2 separate regions of the Macaca mulatta genome follow, and region 2 is linked to region 1. A link is a contact called in public Hi-C data. All regions are on one chromosome and are shown on one strand. The core of a region is the stretch at or near the end of the contact, and the rest is flanking DNA. Distances in the headings are between cores, read along the strand shown.

Region 1 (7,250 bases), core at 447-2,946:
CAGTCAAAAGCTGGCAACTAAACATAACTGGCACATGCTCTGCCACTGAGACAATGGAGGGCTGAGCAGTAGGCTCCCTGCAGAATGAAAGGACTGGAGCTGCCAGCATCAACACCAACGCATCTCCCAACAAGGGTGAATGAAAACATACACCTAAAGACCTCAGAGAGCTGTGCATCCACTCGGAGCGTGAGCCACCAAGCACACCCTGACCCCGGGGAACGCCCGAAGTGAGCAGAGTATCTGAAGGAAAGAAGGAAGTGAGCGGTGGGCAAAGGAGAACCCGAGGACCCTGGCAGGGTCTCAGCTGCAGACATCTAGTCCTCCTGCTTAACGGGTGCCGAGGCCACTGCACCTCGGGGTTCTCACGAAGCTCCTGACCTATTTTTATTACTATTATTATTTATTTATTTTATTTTTTATTTTTGAGGAGTCTCCCTTTGTTGCCCAGGCTGGAGTGCAGTGGCACAATCTCAGCTCACTGCAACCTCCACCTCCCGGGTTCAGGCGATTCTCGTGCCTCAGCCTCCTGAGTAGCTGGAATTACAGGCATGTGCCAGCACACCTTGCTAATTTTTGCATTAGTAGAGTCGGGGTTTCATCATGTTGCCCAGGCTGGTCTTGAACTCTTGGCCTCAAGTGATCCGCCCACCTCGGCCTCCCAAAGTGCTGGAATTACAGGCGTGAGCCACCGCGCCCGACCCCTCTAAGAGCCCCCGCCTGGCGTCGCTGTAGGCAAATCCCAAAGAACGTGTCCCTCTTCAGCAGCCGGCTGGGGCGCCACAAGCACTCTCTGTTGTCTTCGCTTTAGTTTGTGTCAAAAGTGACTCAAAGTTACACAACACTGGAGGGCGACTGCAGCCTTTTTACCCTGTGGCCTTTCCCATCCAGGCGCCCAGAGGATAAGCCCCTGCCCTCCGGGACCCCTGCCCTCCCGGACCCCACCCCTCTGGGACTCAGGCCTTCCCTGACTCCTCCCCTCCCGGACTCACCCCTCCCAGATCCCTTCCCTCCGGGACCCTCTTCCCTCCCGGGCCCCCTCCCCTCCGGGAACCTCTCCCCTCCCGGACTCACCCCTCCCAAATCCCTCCCCTCGGAGACCCCCTCCCCTCCCGGGACCCCTCTCCTCCGGGACCCATCCCTCCCTGACCTCTGCCCTCCCCGACCCCTGCGGGACTAGATGTATGCAGCTGAGACCATGTCACGGTTCTCACCCCTGCTCTCCCGGACGCGTGGACTGCAGCTCCTGCCCGGGTGCCCGAAGCGCTGAACCATGGTCACTTCTGTGCGTAGCCCTGGTGCCTGCCGCCCAGAGCCGGACCGCACTCCTCGGCTTCCTCCTATCCCCTGGCACAGTCACACGAGTGACAGCTCTTCCCGCCCGGGCTGGCGACGCCGAGGGGTGGGCTTGGCCCGACCTCAGCAGGTCCCCAGCGCGCTTCTGAAACCCGCCTGCGGTCCTTGGCGCCGCCTCTAGGGGCCGCCGCCGCTCCCCTATGACACAGCAACAATAGGGGCCGCTCTGGCCCACGCGCCTCCCGGCCCGCGCTTCCGCCGGAAAAGAGGCGCCGGCGCGGGGGCGGACCGGGGAGGAGCGAGTGCGATGGACGGTCGCCCTCGCCAATCGGTGGCAGATTAGGGCCGGCCTCGGGGCCTCCGGGGCCCAATCGGTGGCGAGAGCGGCAGGCGGGGCGGGCCGAACGCGGGCTTCCGGCGGGGCCCGGCAGGCGCCGAGGAGGAAGAGCCCGGACGGCGCCTCTCGTACGAGTGTGGGCGCGAGGCAGGTGCGGGGGTCGCAGGTCCTGGGGCGGCCGGGGGCGACCGGAGGCGGGGGCAGGGGCTGCTGGTCCGGGGATGGGGCGGGGTCAGCCAGGACGAGAAGGTGGCCGGCGCGGCGGGCGGGGCCTGCGGGGGCCGGGCCGGGTGGGGGCTCTGGGGTTCGGGCGCCGCCCCGGTTCCGCCTGCTGCCCTGAGCGTGGGGCTCGGCGGGAGCTCGGGCGGATCTGCCCCGCGGAGCGGGTCGCCGGGGCGGCGCGTCGAGGCTGGTTCCCCGCGGAGACGGCGTCACGCCTGGGGCCGGCCCCATTAGGCTCGGCGGGGCTGCCCCGGCCCAGCGCCGACTGCGAGCGGTGCGTTCGGCGGGCGCGGGGGAAACGCGGAAAGCAGCCCGGCGTGTCAGTGTGGACGGGGCCTGCGCGGCCTTAGGCAGCTCTGGGCGCCGGCCCCCTGCTCCCAAACACCCCAGGGGGCGGGAGCTTGCCGGACCGCAGGCGACCGTGACCGCCGCGTCTCAGCGTCGTCTCCGCGCTTTCAGGATGACGACCTCAGGCGCGCTCTTCCCAAGCCTGGTGCCAGGCTCTCGGGGCGCCTCCAACAAGTACCTGGTGGAGTTTCGGGCGGGAAAGATGTCCCTGAAGGGGACCACCGTGACCCCGGATAAGCGGAAAGGGCTGGTGTACATTCAGCAGACGGACGACTCGCTTATTCACTTCTGCTGGAAGGACAGGACGTCCGGGAACGTGGAAGACGTGAGTGTCCCAGAGCCGCGACAGCGGGACAGGCGACTTCTCGGGCCCTCGGAGTCCTCGCTTTGGAGTTCGCGGTGGGGGCTTGGCCGCATCTGGGGAACGCTCGTGAGGCCGTCATCGGCTGTCGTGCTGATGAGTCGTCCTGGTTTCCGCGATGACAGGGGCGTCTCGGCCACTGTGTGTCTTGAACTTTCCGTGTGAGGTGCCTGGGGTTGGAGGTGTGGCCCTGGAGAGCCTGGAGCTCTCTGCCTGGCCGCTTCACTCAGTCGTCTTTGTTCTTCAAACTTTAAGTTGTTTTTTGTTACATTGGAGAGTAGTTCAGAGTTGACCTTTTAACTACTCTAGGAATGTTGTTCCCAACACGTCTCAGAAACCCTGTTGCTATCTGAAAGGCCCATTTCCTGCTCTCTCCCCCGCGCCTTGCCTTTCATGGGCTGTCTCTGACCCTGGCTTCTCCACCTGGGGGAGACCCTGCCAGCGAGGGATCTGGCGGCTTAGCTGCCTCTTGTGCACCCCACCCCGTTAGACCCAGGGCCTGGCATGCTCTCCTGAGACTGGGCACAGTGGTGCCATCTGCACCGCTGACTCTCTCTTCCTGTGGCTTGCCAGGACTTGATCATCTTCCCTGACGACTGTGAGTTCAAGCGGGTGCCGCAGTGCCCCAGCGGGAGGGTCTACGTGCTGAAGTTCAAGGCAGGGTCCAAGCGGCTTTTCTTCTGGATGCAGGTACGGGGCAGCTCTTGGGGTTTTGCCTTTTTGTTGCCCTGTGATTCAGTTAGGAACTTGCTTGCAGTGTGGTGCAATTGGCTGTTACAAACCAGCGGGCACCGGCCACACGGCCTGAGATGCCACCCCGGGACTGTGGTGCGTGTTCCCTGGGGCCGAGGTCCTCTCCCAGAGTACGGCGGCTCCAGGCTGGGCTCCGGGTACCCAATTGCGGTGTGGAATTTCCAGCCAGACAGGCATGCTGACCCTGGTTCCAGCGATGCCCAGTGCCCTCTCTGCCCCTTGCTGTGGGTCACTGAGGCCCCCGCAGCAGAGGCAGGGGCTCCTGTGTGGCTCACAGAAACGAAGCATTCTCCTCTCCCTCTCCACAGCCCTGCCCCTTCCCTGGCAGTGTGTCCTGGAGGCCAGGGGTATCAGCGCCCAGGGTTTCTCTTACCCACAGCTGCAGAGCGTCCGTTGGGTCCAGAGGCCATTGCTCATTCTGCCCTCTGTCAGTGACCATTGAGCTTGTTGCTGTTTTTTGTGCTGTTACAGGCAGTGTTGCAAAGAATTGCCTGGTACACAGATTATTTTCCATAAGCCAGTATAATCTGGAGGTGAAAACTGGTGGCGGGCCTGTGGTCAGAAAGCGTGTGCGTGCGTTTGCAATGTGGAGAGAGAATGCCATGCCCTCTGCCAGAGGTGGAGCTGCTGTCCCCACCCCCAACCTTGGCCCTTTCGAGAGCAAGGGTGGCCCTGTCTGAGAGGCCTCTGGGGGGCAGATGGTCCGTGTTGCCGCTCACCTCTGCAGGCACTGTGCACGTGGCCTGGGAAATGAACAGGCATAGCCGAGTTCCAATTAAACTTTATTTGCAAACACAGATGGGGAGCACAGTTTGCCACCTGCTGGTGTAGAACGTGTTTTTCCACGGTTTTGCCAAGAAGTAGTGTCCAACTGTTACCACCCTCTCCCCTTTTTTTCCCGATTTTCCTGTTGATGACTTTTAAGTCCCTGTCCCCGCTTTGCCATGAGGGCAGGGACTCCCAGTGTCCCTGGCGCCCTGCCGTTCGGGGTGTGCCCATGAGGGCAGGGACTCCCAGTGTCCCTGGCGCCCTGCAGCCTCCATAGCTGTTGGAGGTGTGCGTGGGTGCTCTGCTCCCAGCTCTGTGTGCTCGCAGGTTGATGCTTCTGACCCTGGTCTGTGCACGTGTGGGGACACACACGTGTGCTCGATTGTGAGGGCCTGCCGTGGCTCTGGGCTGTGGTGTGCTGAGCGGGCCAGTTCGCTGCCTTCCACTGGTTGAAGGAAGGAGACAGGTGTATAAAGAACCACACCCCAGAGAGCAAGAGGGTGAGAGGACTTGGCTTGGCAGCAGCCAAGTGCCTTCGGAGCCCTAGGCTCCCCATCTGTGAAATGGGTGGAGGGGGACAGGGCACAGCCAGCATTGCGGCAGACTGGGGCAGGGCGCGGAGCATTGTGCTCAGCAGGCACCACTGCCATCCCCTCACCTGCTGAGCTGAGTCCTGTCTCCTCAGCACTGTGTAGCCAGGTACACGCGCCTGTGCCTCTCAGGTCCCTCACCTGTAAGCCAGCTCAGGATGGCTGTGGTGGCCCTCAGAGTGAGCTGGCACCGGCTCCTGCTCTTACGTGTCCTTTCTCTGCAGGAACCCAAGACAGACCAGGATGAGGAGCACTGCCGGAAAGTCAACGAGTATCTGAACAACCCCCCAATGCCTGGGGCTCTGGGGGCGAGCGGGAGCAGCGGCCACGAGCTCTCTGCACTAGGCGGTAACTGTCAGCTCTGTCACATGAGCTCAGGGTTTCCTGGGAGGCCAGAGTCTACTGTGGATGACTCGCTCCCTCCGCACAGGTTGTTTGGAAGTGGAAATAGAAGATTCTAAGTTAGACACCCTGTTAGCTCCTCGCTCCCTCCGCACAGGTTGTTTGGAAGTGGAAATAGAAGATTCTAAGTTAGACACCCTGTTAGCTCCCTGGGTCACTCCCCAGTCCCATCTTCATGGGGTAGGACGGGTCTGTGGCCCACCGTTGCGTCACTTCAAGTGGTGCCGCCTGTAGAGTTCAGAGGCAGCCGAGTGGGGTGCTCAGCAGAGGCCCAGGCAGCACTGTGGGGCCGGAGTGGGGCTGGCCGGGGCGGTGCTGTGGGGCTGGCGTGGATCTGGCTAGGGCAGGCCCCCCTGAGCTGCAGTGTTTTCCAGGTGAGGGCGGCCTGCAGAGCCTGCTGGGGAACATGAGCCACAGTCAGCTCATGCAGCTCATCGGACCAGCCGGCCTCGGAGGACTGGGTAACATGCGCCTCCCGGGCTCTCAGGCAGCTTCTGCTGGGAATGCTTTGAGGCCCTGTCTTTGTTTCCTTTAAACTTTTGCTAGCTGTCTGCGTGGTGTCGGGGAGCCTGTGTGTCCGCAAGCTGGTTCCCCTTTGGGAATGCGCTTGTTTGCCTGTGGCTAGAGCTGGGTGAGCACAGGCTTCCGGGCCCCTGGTGAGGACCCCGGCTGGGTACTTCAGAGGAGGATGGCTGGCTGAGCGGCGGGGCTGGGGGACTGGAGGGAGCTGGGGTTCCTGCCCTGGGTCCCTTGGCCCCATATGGCCGCCTGCCTGCCGCTAGTTCATGGAGTACAGACCCGTGTGCTTGGCCCTTCAGAAATACTTGTCCCTTTGGGTGGGATCTGGACTGAATCTGCTTTTAATCTAAGTACATGAATTGTGTCATGGGATGGAACAGAAGTGACCTTGCTTCCGGAACACGGCTGCACATGTCTGCCCGCCCCCCCACCCCGCGGCTCCTCCAGGCCTGTGGTCCCCACCGCCCCGCGGCTCCTCCAGGCCTGTGGTCCCCACTGCCCCGCTTCACCCCGCGGCTCCTGGCTTTGGTGTTGGGAATTCCTGCTCCTCTGGCCTGGGGAGGGGCAGGCTCTTCCTGGTGGGCTAGAGGGCATAAGAGCTCGCATTTCCTTGCCCCCGCAGGTGGGCTGGGGGCCTTGACTGGACCCGGCCTGGCCAGCTTACTGGGGAGCAGCGGGCCTCCAGGGAGCAGCTCCTCCTCCAGGTGAGCGCCATGGCTCCAGCTCCGCCATGCGGGCGCCACGGTGTTATGGGAGGGACAGCGGGGAATCCTGGCCTGGCACCTTGGACCCTGCGAGTAGGCCCTGCTGTGTGGGGGCGTGTCCGCTCCAGCGGTGCCCTCTGTCTTCGCAGCTCCCGGAGCCAGTCGGCAGCAGTCACCCCGTCATCCACCACCTCTTCCACCCGTGCCACCCCAGCCCCTTCTGCTCCAGCAGCTGCCTCAGCAACTAGCCCGAGCCCTGCGCCCAGTTCCGGGAACGGAGCCAGCACAGCAGCCAGCCCGACCCAGCCCATCCAGCTGAGCGACCTCCAGAGCATCCTGGCCACGATGAATGTACCGGCTGGGCCAGCGGGTGGCCAGCAAGGTAACGTGTGCTGTCGCCCGGAGCTGGGGGGGCATGGAGCCTGCTGTCCCTGGCAAGCTGACCTCCCAAGGCGTGTGCCTCTTGTGCGCGCCTGGGGTGCTGGGGCCATGGGCTGAGCCCCTGCTTGCATACCCTCCATGTGGGCACTTAGGCTGGCATCGAGCTGATGGCCGTGTTCTTGTGTCCCAGTGGACCTGGCCAGTGTGTTGACGCCAGAGATCATGGCTCCCATCCTCGCCAACGCGGACGTCCAGGAGCGCCTGCTTCCCTACTTGCCATCTGGGGAGTCACTGCCGCAGACCGCGGAAGAGATCCAGAACACCCTGACCTCGCCCCAGTTCCAGCAGGTAGAGGCCGGGCCCGGGGTGCCCTCCGCTGTGTGCTCAGGGAGTGGGCAGGAGGGAGGAAGAGGCCCTGCCCCACCTTCACCGTGGCCGTGCCTCGTGTGCCCGACCCCCAGAGCTGGCAGCTCAGCAGTGCGGCTCTGGGCCGCAGCCCAGGGTGGAGCTCAGCCCTCGCCTGGCTCTTCCTTGCAGGCCCTGGGCATGTTCAGCGCAGCCTTGGCCTC
Region 2 (6,505 bases), core at 3,492-5,991, 96 kb after region 1:
AGAAGTGGGTTTTTTTCCAGTCTCACTCTGCCACCCAGGCTGGAGTGCAGTGTTGTGATCTCGGCTCACTGCAACCTCTGCCTCCTGGGTTCAAGCGACTCTCCTGCCTCAGCCGCCCGAGTAGCTGGCATTATAGGCACGCGCCACCATGCCCGGCTAATTTTTGTATTTTTAGTACAGCCGGCGTTTCACTATGTTGGCCAGGCTGGTCTTGAACTCCTGACCTCAGGTGATCTGCCTGCCTCGGCCTCCCAAAATGCCGGGATTACAGGCTTATGTTTTTATTGTATTTTTAACATTTTTAACATTTATATATTTCTATAATATATATTTTTATTGTATCATTTATAATATTTTTGTATTCATATTGTAGTTGTCACATCTGTTAGTTTTTTAGAGTGCAACTTACTACTGAATATGTTTCAAAAGACGTTTAGTGAGAAAGACAAAAGCCCATGTCCTCAACAGACCCCTTAGATTCTTCTTTCCTTTTCTTTTCTTCTCCTGAGCTCAGGCAGCTGTGGTGGAAGAGACAGGACCTCCTGCTGGGGCAGCACCAACCGCTGGAACAGGCTCAACAGTTCCCACACTGCCAGTGAGGTTCCTGATGGTTACACTGGCCAGGCCAGAAAGGTTTGACATTTACACTAGCTGCTTCAGTGAGGGCATTGATCCTGTTCTCTGTGACAGTCACTTCACTGTCATGCAGGATGAGGGCTGCGTAGATGCAGGTAAGCTTGGATAGAGACCAAGATACGGGCTTGTGGGGCTGCTGGCTGCTGGCTGTGGTGCTAAGTGCGGGATGAAATGAGGGCCTCACCCCAGGACAGCCTCGGCTTCCCTGCTCCCCACTTTAGCAGCAGCTGAGGAAATTCGTATCTATTACCATAACTGGGATCCTTTTTTTTTGAGATGGAGTTTTGCTCTTGTTGTCCACGCTGGAGTACAATGGCACCATCTCGGCTCACTGCAACCTCTGCCTCCCAGGTTCAAGCGATTCTCCTGTCTCAGCTTCCCGAGTCTAGCTGAGATTACAGGTGCACGTCACCATGCCCAGCTCATTTTTGTATTTTTACTAGAGATGGGGTTTCACCTGGCTGGTCAGGCTGGTCTTGAACTCCTGACCTCATGTGATCCACCCGCCTTGGCCTCCAAAAGTGCTGGGATTACAGGCGTGAACCACCATGCCTGGCCCTGGATCTTTTTTACTTCTCTGCTAAAATTTTTTTCACTGTATGGAGGGTGTTATATAAAAACTGTTATAGGGCCGGGCACGGTGGCTCAAGCCTGTAATCCCAGCACTTTGGGAGGCCGAGATGGGCGGATCACGAGGTCAGGAGATCGAGACCACCCTGGCTAACACGGTGAAACCCCGTCTCTACTAAGAAATACAAAAAATAGCCGGGCGAGGTGGCAGCGCCTGTAGTCCCAGCTACTCGGGAGGCTGAGGCTGAAGAACGGCGTGAACCCGGGAGGCGGAGCTTGCAGTGAGCTGAGATCCGGCCACTGCACTCCAGCCTGGGCTACAGAGCGAGACTCCGTCTCAAAAAAAAAAAAAAAAAAAAACTGTTATAGGCCGGGCGCGGTGGCTCAAGCCTGTAATCCCAGCACTTTGGGAGGCCGAGACGGGCGGATCACGAGGTCAGGAGATCGAGACCATCCTGGCTAACACGGTGAAACCCCGTCTCTACTAAAAAATACAAAAAACTAGCCAGGCGAGATGGCGAGCGCCTGTAGTCCCAGCTACTCGGGAGGCTGAGGCAGGAGAATGGCGTAAACCCAGGAGGCGGAGCTTGCAGTGAGCTGAGATCCGGCCACTGCACTCCAGCCTGGGCGACAGAGCGAGACTCTGTCTCAAAAAAAACAAAAAACAAAAAAAAACAAAACAAAAAACTGTTATAAGAATGGCCTTACCTGCTAATTCTAGCATCTGTTTTAGTTCTGGAACAATTTCCATTGATTGCTTTTTTTTTCATTACAGGCCATATTTTTCTGCTTCTTTAAATGCCTGGCAGTCTTTGACTGGATGCCACAATGTGAGTTTTACCTTACTGAGTGCTTGATACTATTGTATTCCTGTGAATATTCTTCAGCTTTTTTTCTGGGATGCAATTACATTACTTGGAAGCAGTCTGCTTCTTTCAGGTCTTGCCTTTATGATTTCTTAGGTGGGACCTGGGAAACATTCAGGGCAGGGATAATTATTCCCCATGACTGAGGCAAGACCTTTCTGAGTACTCCATCCAATGTCTTGTGATTGTCAGTTTGGAAAAGTTGAGGAAAGCAAGTACTATTTCCAGTCCCGTGTAAGCAGAGTAATCTTTCTGGATGTTTTTTTCCCCAGCTTCTAGGAAATGTACTGACAGTACTCTCCTGACCACTCAAGGAAGACCCTCTGCAGACCTCTGGAGTTCCTTCTGCTATTCTGTCCCTTCTAGTCCTCTGGCTGCCCCGTCTCTGGCTTTTTAGCCAGAGAGAATCTCTTAACCCCCCAGGCCTCGCTGGGCAACCCACACACAGACATAGATGAGAAGGTCAGTTGTGCAGATCTCCAACTGCAAACATCAAGACACCTCCGTACACATGCTGAGGGTCTGGAAAGAGCACACATCTCAGGGCCTGCATGAACAGAGTGACCTTCCTGAAAGACAATGGCCTCAGTGACCTCACTTCTGATGCCTGGTTGCTGGAGTTCAGTGGAAGCAACAGCAGACACACTGCCCACATGAACATGTGGTTTCCAAGCCAGACAGAACTTGCAGCCTCAGTGCCAACCAGGTCCAGATGTTACACCTTCCCACAGTCGGAATGAAATTGGCCTGACTCGGACGGTGCTGTGTCAGGGATCCTTGGTGCCTTTACTTAATCCTGCGTCCAGTGTGCTTACCGTGTGCAGCCCCACGGGAACGCAGCTCCAGCAGCCCCAGGTCACAGGGAAGATGCCAAACAGTTCCACAAATCAGTGTCTAATGACAAGCAGATTGTCACGAGAAGTGGGTTCTCTGAGAGCCCTTAACCATGTAAACTGACATGGGCTTGGGTCAGCGAAAGAATGTGGGAGCTGAGACTTGGAGCTCAGTGTGGAGTAGGGTTGTCCAGGCAAAGGGGTGGTGGGGGCACAGCTGTGTTTCCAGAGGCTCCTGTGGCTTAGCCTATGGGGCTGCTATAGGAGAGGCAGGATGTTCGCGGTCCTGAGCCTGTCCTTGTGGGGTCTTGTCTCATCTGGAAGACAAAGTCCCAAGAGGACATTTAACTGAGGGACTGCCACGCACACTCCCACAAAGGTGGGGTGGAGGCGACTCTGAGATGTTAGTGTCACAGTCTGGGATTTTTGTTTTCTCCATTAACGGACCCTTGGCACCAGGAATGGGCATGGCATCAGCACTTCTCAGTCAATACTGCTCCACGGAGGAATGGGATGGGGGAAATTGGGAGGGGTTGGGGCAGGGAGAGGGCTGTGGGGTTTGGCCCTAGTTCTCCCACTAGGCTTGGCCAGGCCCCTTCCCTGCTTTCACCTTGTTTTTTTTCTGAGGAGGAATTTCACTCTTATCCAGGCTGGAGTGCAGTGGTGCAATCTCGGCTCACTGCAACCTCTGCCTCCCAGGTTCAAGCAATTTTCCTGCCTCAGCCTCCCGAGTAGATGGGATTACAGACGCCCAGCACCACTCCCAGCTGATTTTTTGTATTTTTAGTAGAGACGGGGTTTCACCATGTCGGCCAGGCAGGCTCCTGACCTCAGGTGATCCACTCACCTCCGCCTCCCAGAGTGCTGGGATTACAGGCGTGAGCCACCGCGCCCGGCCACTGGGCCTTGGTTTTCTGAGGCTAGTTCTACATCTTAGGATCATGTCCCCCTCCCAGAGAAGAACCCAACATTGGCCCCGCTGCTCCTTCCGTCTGCGGCTTGGAGCTTCTCCTAGCAACAGGGTTCAGGCTGCTAACAAGGCCTTCCTCAAGAACCCACCCATAACCAACGACCACACTTCGTGGGTCCATCTTTGTATCATCTTTACTTCCTTGGAGCAAATTCCCAGGAGCGGGTTTGCGGGGTCCAAGAGTATGCACCTCTAGCACTATGACAAAGGCGGCCAAAATGCTTCAGGGAAACGGTGCCCCAGTTTGCATTCTGCTTCCCATGCTCTGCCCTGGGAATCTGACTGGTGAAACATTGGATGGCAGAGCGGTCGGGTGCTTTCGACCCCGCGGTGGGCCGGGACCTTTTCCTACCCTCAGGAACCGTCTGAATTTCTTTTCTGCCGAGTTCCTGCTGGTGTCCTTCGCCCACCGGCCCGAGGGAGTGTGAACAGCAGGCACCACGGGAGCAGGCCTCCGCTCGCAGAGGCTCCGTGCCTGGGCAGGAGCACCGCCCCACGCCCCAGGTGGCCGCAGGGTGAGGGGACCCGGGGCGCTGGAGGCGCACTATGGGGGGGTACGCCCATATCTCTGGCCCGGTCGGCAGCGGTCAGCGAGGCTCAGTCCCCGCCGCTTCTCCCAGCTGCTCATTCGGGGCTCCCGAGGCGCTCACAAGGGTCGACTGCGTCCGTGGGGCACAACCCACGGGCTACGATAACACGCCACACAGGGCGACCACCCGTAACGACGCCCCGCGCCCCAGGGTCAGTAGGGCGGATCCTAGAGCCTCCTCCGCCGGAAGCGGAAGTGCGTCAGGGCGTCGGCCGGCAAAAACGCACCGCGCAGACTCGCTGTGGCGGCGTGACCCGGAAGCGCTCGCCGAGGCCCCGCCTTGCCCGCCGATATTTCTGCCGGGTAATTAGCCGCTTCCTTTCTCTCTCGCGCGCGGTGTGGTGGCAGCAGGTGTGGTGCGCGGCGCTGGCTTGGGGCTCAGGGCTGGGGCTGGGGCTGGGGCTGGGGCGGAAGCGGGGGCTTGGACGCGGGGGACGGGGTGCAGGGTGCGGTGTGCGGCTGCGGCCGTGACCCTAGGGGCGGGTTTGCGCCGGGAGCCGGGGCACGGTTCCGGCCGTCCTCACGGCGCCGCGCGGTGACTCCGCAGGCTCAGCCTCGGGATGCAGAACGACGCCGGCGAGTTCGTGGACCTGTACGTGCCGCGGAAATGGTGAGCGCCCTCCCCACGCCCGGCTCACTGCGCCCCCCACATGCCCCTCTTCCGTTTTTACCCAACCACCACGTCCCGTCGCCTGCCCTTGTTCCCCCCACACCCCTCCTGTCCTTACCCCGCCACGTCCCTCACGTATCCTTCCCCGGACGTTCCTCTTTTCCATGCAGACCCTCCCAACCCTCCACGTCCCCTCTTTCATTTTTAACCCCCGTGTCCCTTCTGCTCACTGCTCCCTTTCTCCACAGCTCCGCTAGCAACCGCATCATCGGTGCCAAGGACCACGCATCCATCCAGATGAACGTGGCCGAGGTGAGCTGGGAGCCCGGGAGGCGGGAAGGTTGGGATGTATGTGCCGGGAAAGGCAGGCCTGTCCCATTGTGGAGGAGCCCCTAGGGTGAACGTAAGGCAGAGACTGGCTTTGAGGATTGGTGTTTCCCAAACTTGGGGAAGTGGTTTCTGACCCTTCTTCTCTTTCTAGGTTGACAAGGTCACAGGCAGGTTTAATGGCCAGTTTAAAACTTATGCTATCTGCGGGGCCATTCGTAGGATGGTGAGTGTTCCCTGGGCTTTGCTCACTTCGGGACATCGTGGACTTGACCCTGCTTTACCCTGCGCATTTGAGTGTGTGATGGTGCCTGAGTAGATTTGCTGGCAGAGTAGTTTGAGCCAGCTGGACTGGGCTGGCTGCCTGCTGCTTCTTGGGGGTGGAAGAGGGGTGCTCTGAGAAAATAGGCAGCAGACCCTGCCTCCCACTAGGAGGTCCCCCCCATCTCACGCCATAGTCAGGCTGGAGGCTGCCCCTCAGGAGAGGTGGCTCCCCTTCTGCGCCTGTTTACATTTGCTCAGCGGGGGAGACACATGGGCTGGTGGCGCAGCTGACCTGCCATCTCAAGCAGCCGGAGTGGAAATATTCTTAGTGTGTTTTTTTTCTTAAGGGTGAGTCAGATGATTCCATTCTTCGATTGGCCAAGGCCGACGGCATCGTCTCAAAGTAAGGTTGGGGGGCTCACATTTGGGCAGAGTGAGTGGACTAGGGCTGCTCCAGAGGCGTGGTCCTAACGTTGTCCTTTTCCCCTGGTTCTAGGAACTTTTGACTGGAGAGAATCATGGAAGTGGAATATTTGTCATAAATAAAGAGTGAAAACCTACCTGTGCAGGTTCGTTCTGTGTCTGTAGGCCCAGGGTTGAGGTTTTGCTGTCAATGGGTGACAAGGGTGGGGTACGGTACCCAGTTAGTTGAAAGGAGACAAGCTGTGAAACGTATTGCAAAACCGAGGTTTAAAGGATACATTATCCATTTAGAAACATCTTAAGATAAAATGACTCAAACGTTCTGAGGTCAGAGACTTGCTTATGCACATTGACATCCACAACTGCTACCGACGTGGAAGCAACACCAGGCCTGCTTTTGTGGAGTCACAGCCCAGC

Evidence for each region. A called contact is a pair of places that touch in the nucleus more often than the background predicts.
Region 2: a Hi-C map of liver shows a contact between it and region 1, with 4 times the contacts expected there. The contact joins the promoter of RPS21 here to the promoter of ADRM1 in region 1. A contact is called at or near these places in 2 of 14 Hi-C or Micro-C datasets (fetal cortex germinal zone and liver).

Annotation. Positions count from the first base shown.
Region 1 is chr10:115,095,998-115,103,247 of T2T-MMU8v2.0, forward strand. ADRM1 (ADRM1 26S proteasome ubiquitin receptor) reads left to right here and starts at 1,697. Exons shown (of 10, transcript NM_001260529.1): 1 at 1,697-1,784; 2 at 2,315-2,528; 3 at 3,138-3,254; 4 at 4,900-5,023; 5 at 5,452-5,538; 6 at 6,219-6,300; 7 at 6,450-6,682; 8 at 6,872-7,029; 9 at 7,219-7,250. The coding sequence starts at 2,316. LOC107000340 (a long non-coding RNA gene) reads right to left here and starts at 5,568. Exons shown (of 2, transcript XR_003720248.2): 1 at 5,280-5,568; 2 at 4,083-4,893.
Region 2 is chr10:115,188,814-115,195,318 of T2T-MMU8v2.0, forward strand. RPS21 (ribosomal protein S21) reads left to right here and starts at 4,742. Exons shown (of 6, transcript XM_077952141.1): 1 at 4,742-4,767; 2 at 5,012-5,074; 3 at 5,323-5,386; 4 at 5,556-5,627; 5 at 6,013-6,068; 6 at 6,162-6,225. The coding sequence starts at 5,025. The coding sequence ends at 6,171. It overlaps LOC144332218 (a long non-coding RNA gene), which reads right to left and starts at 4,681. Exons shown (of 2, transcript XR_013400109.1): 1 at 4,228-4,681; 2 at 1-3,222. CABLES2 (Cdk5 and Abl enzyme substrate 2) reads right to left here. Exons shown (of 10, transcript XM_028828694.2): 10 at 6,341-6,505.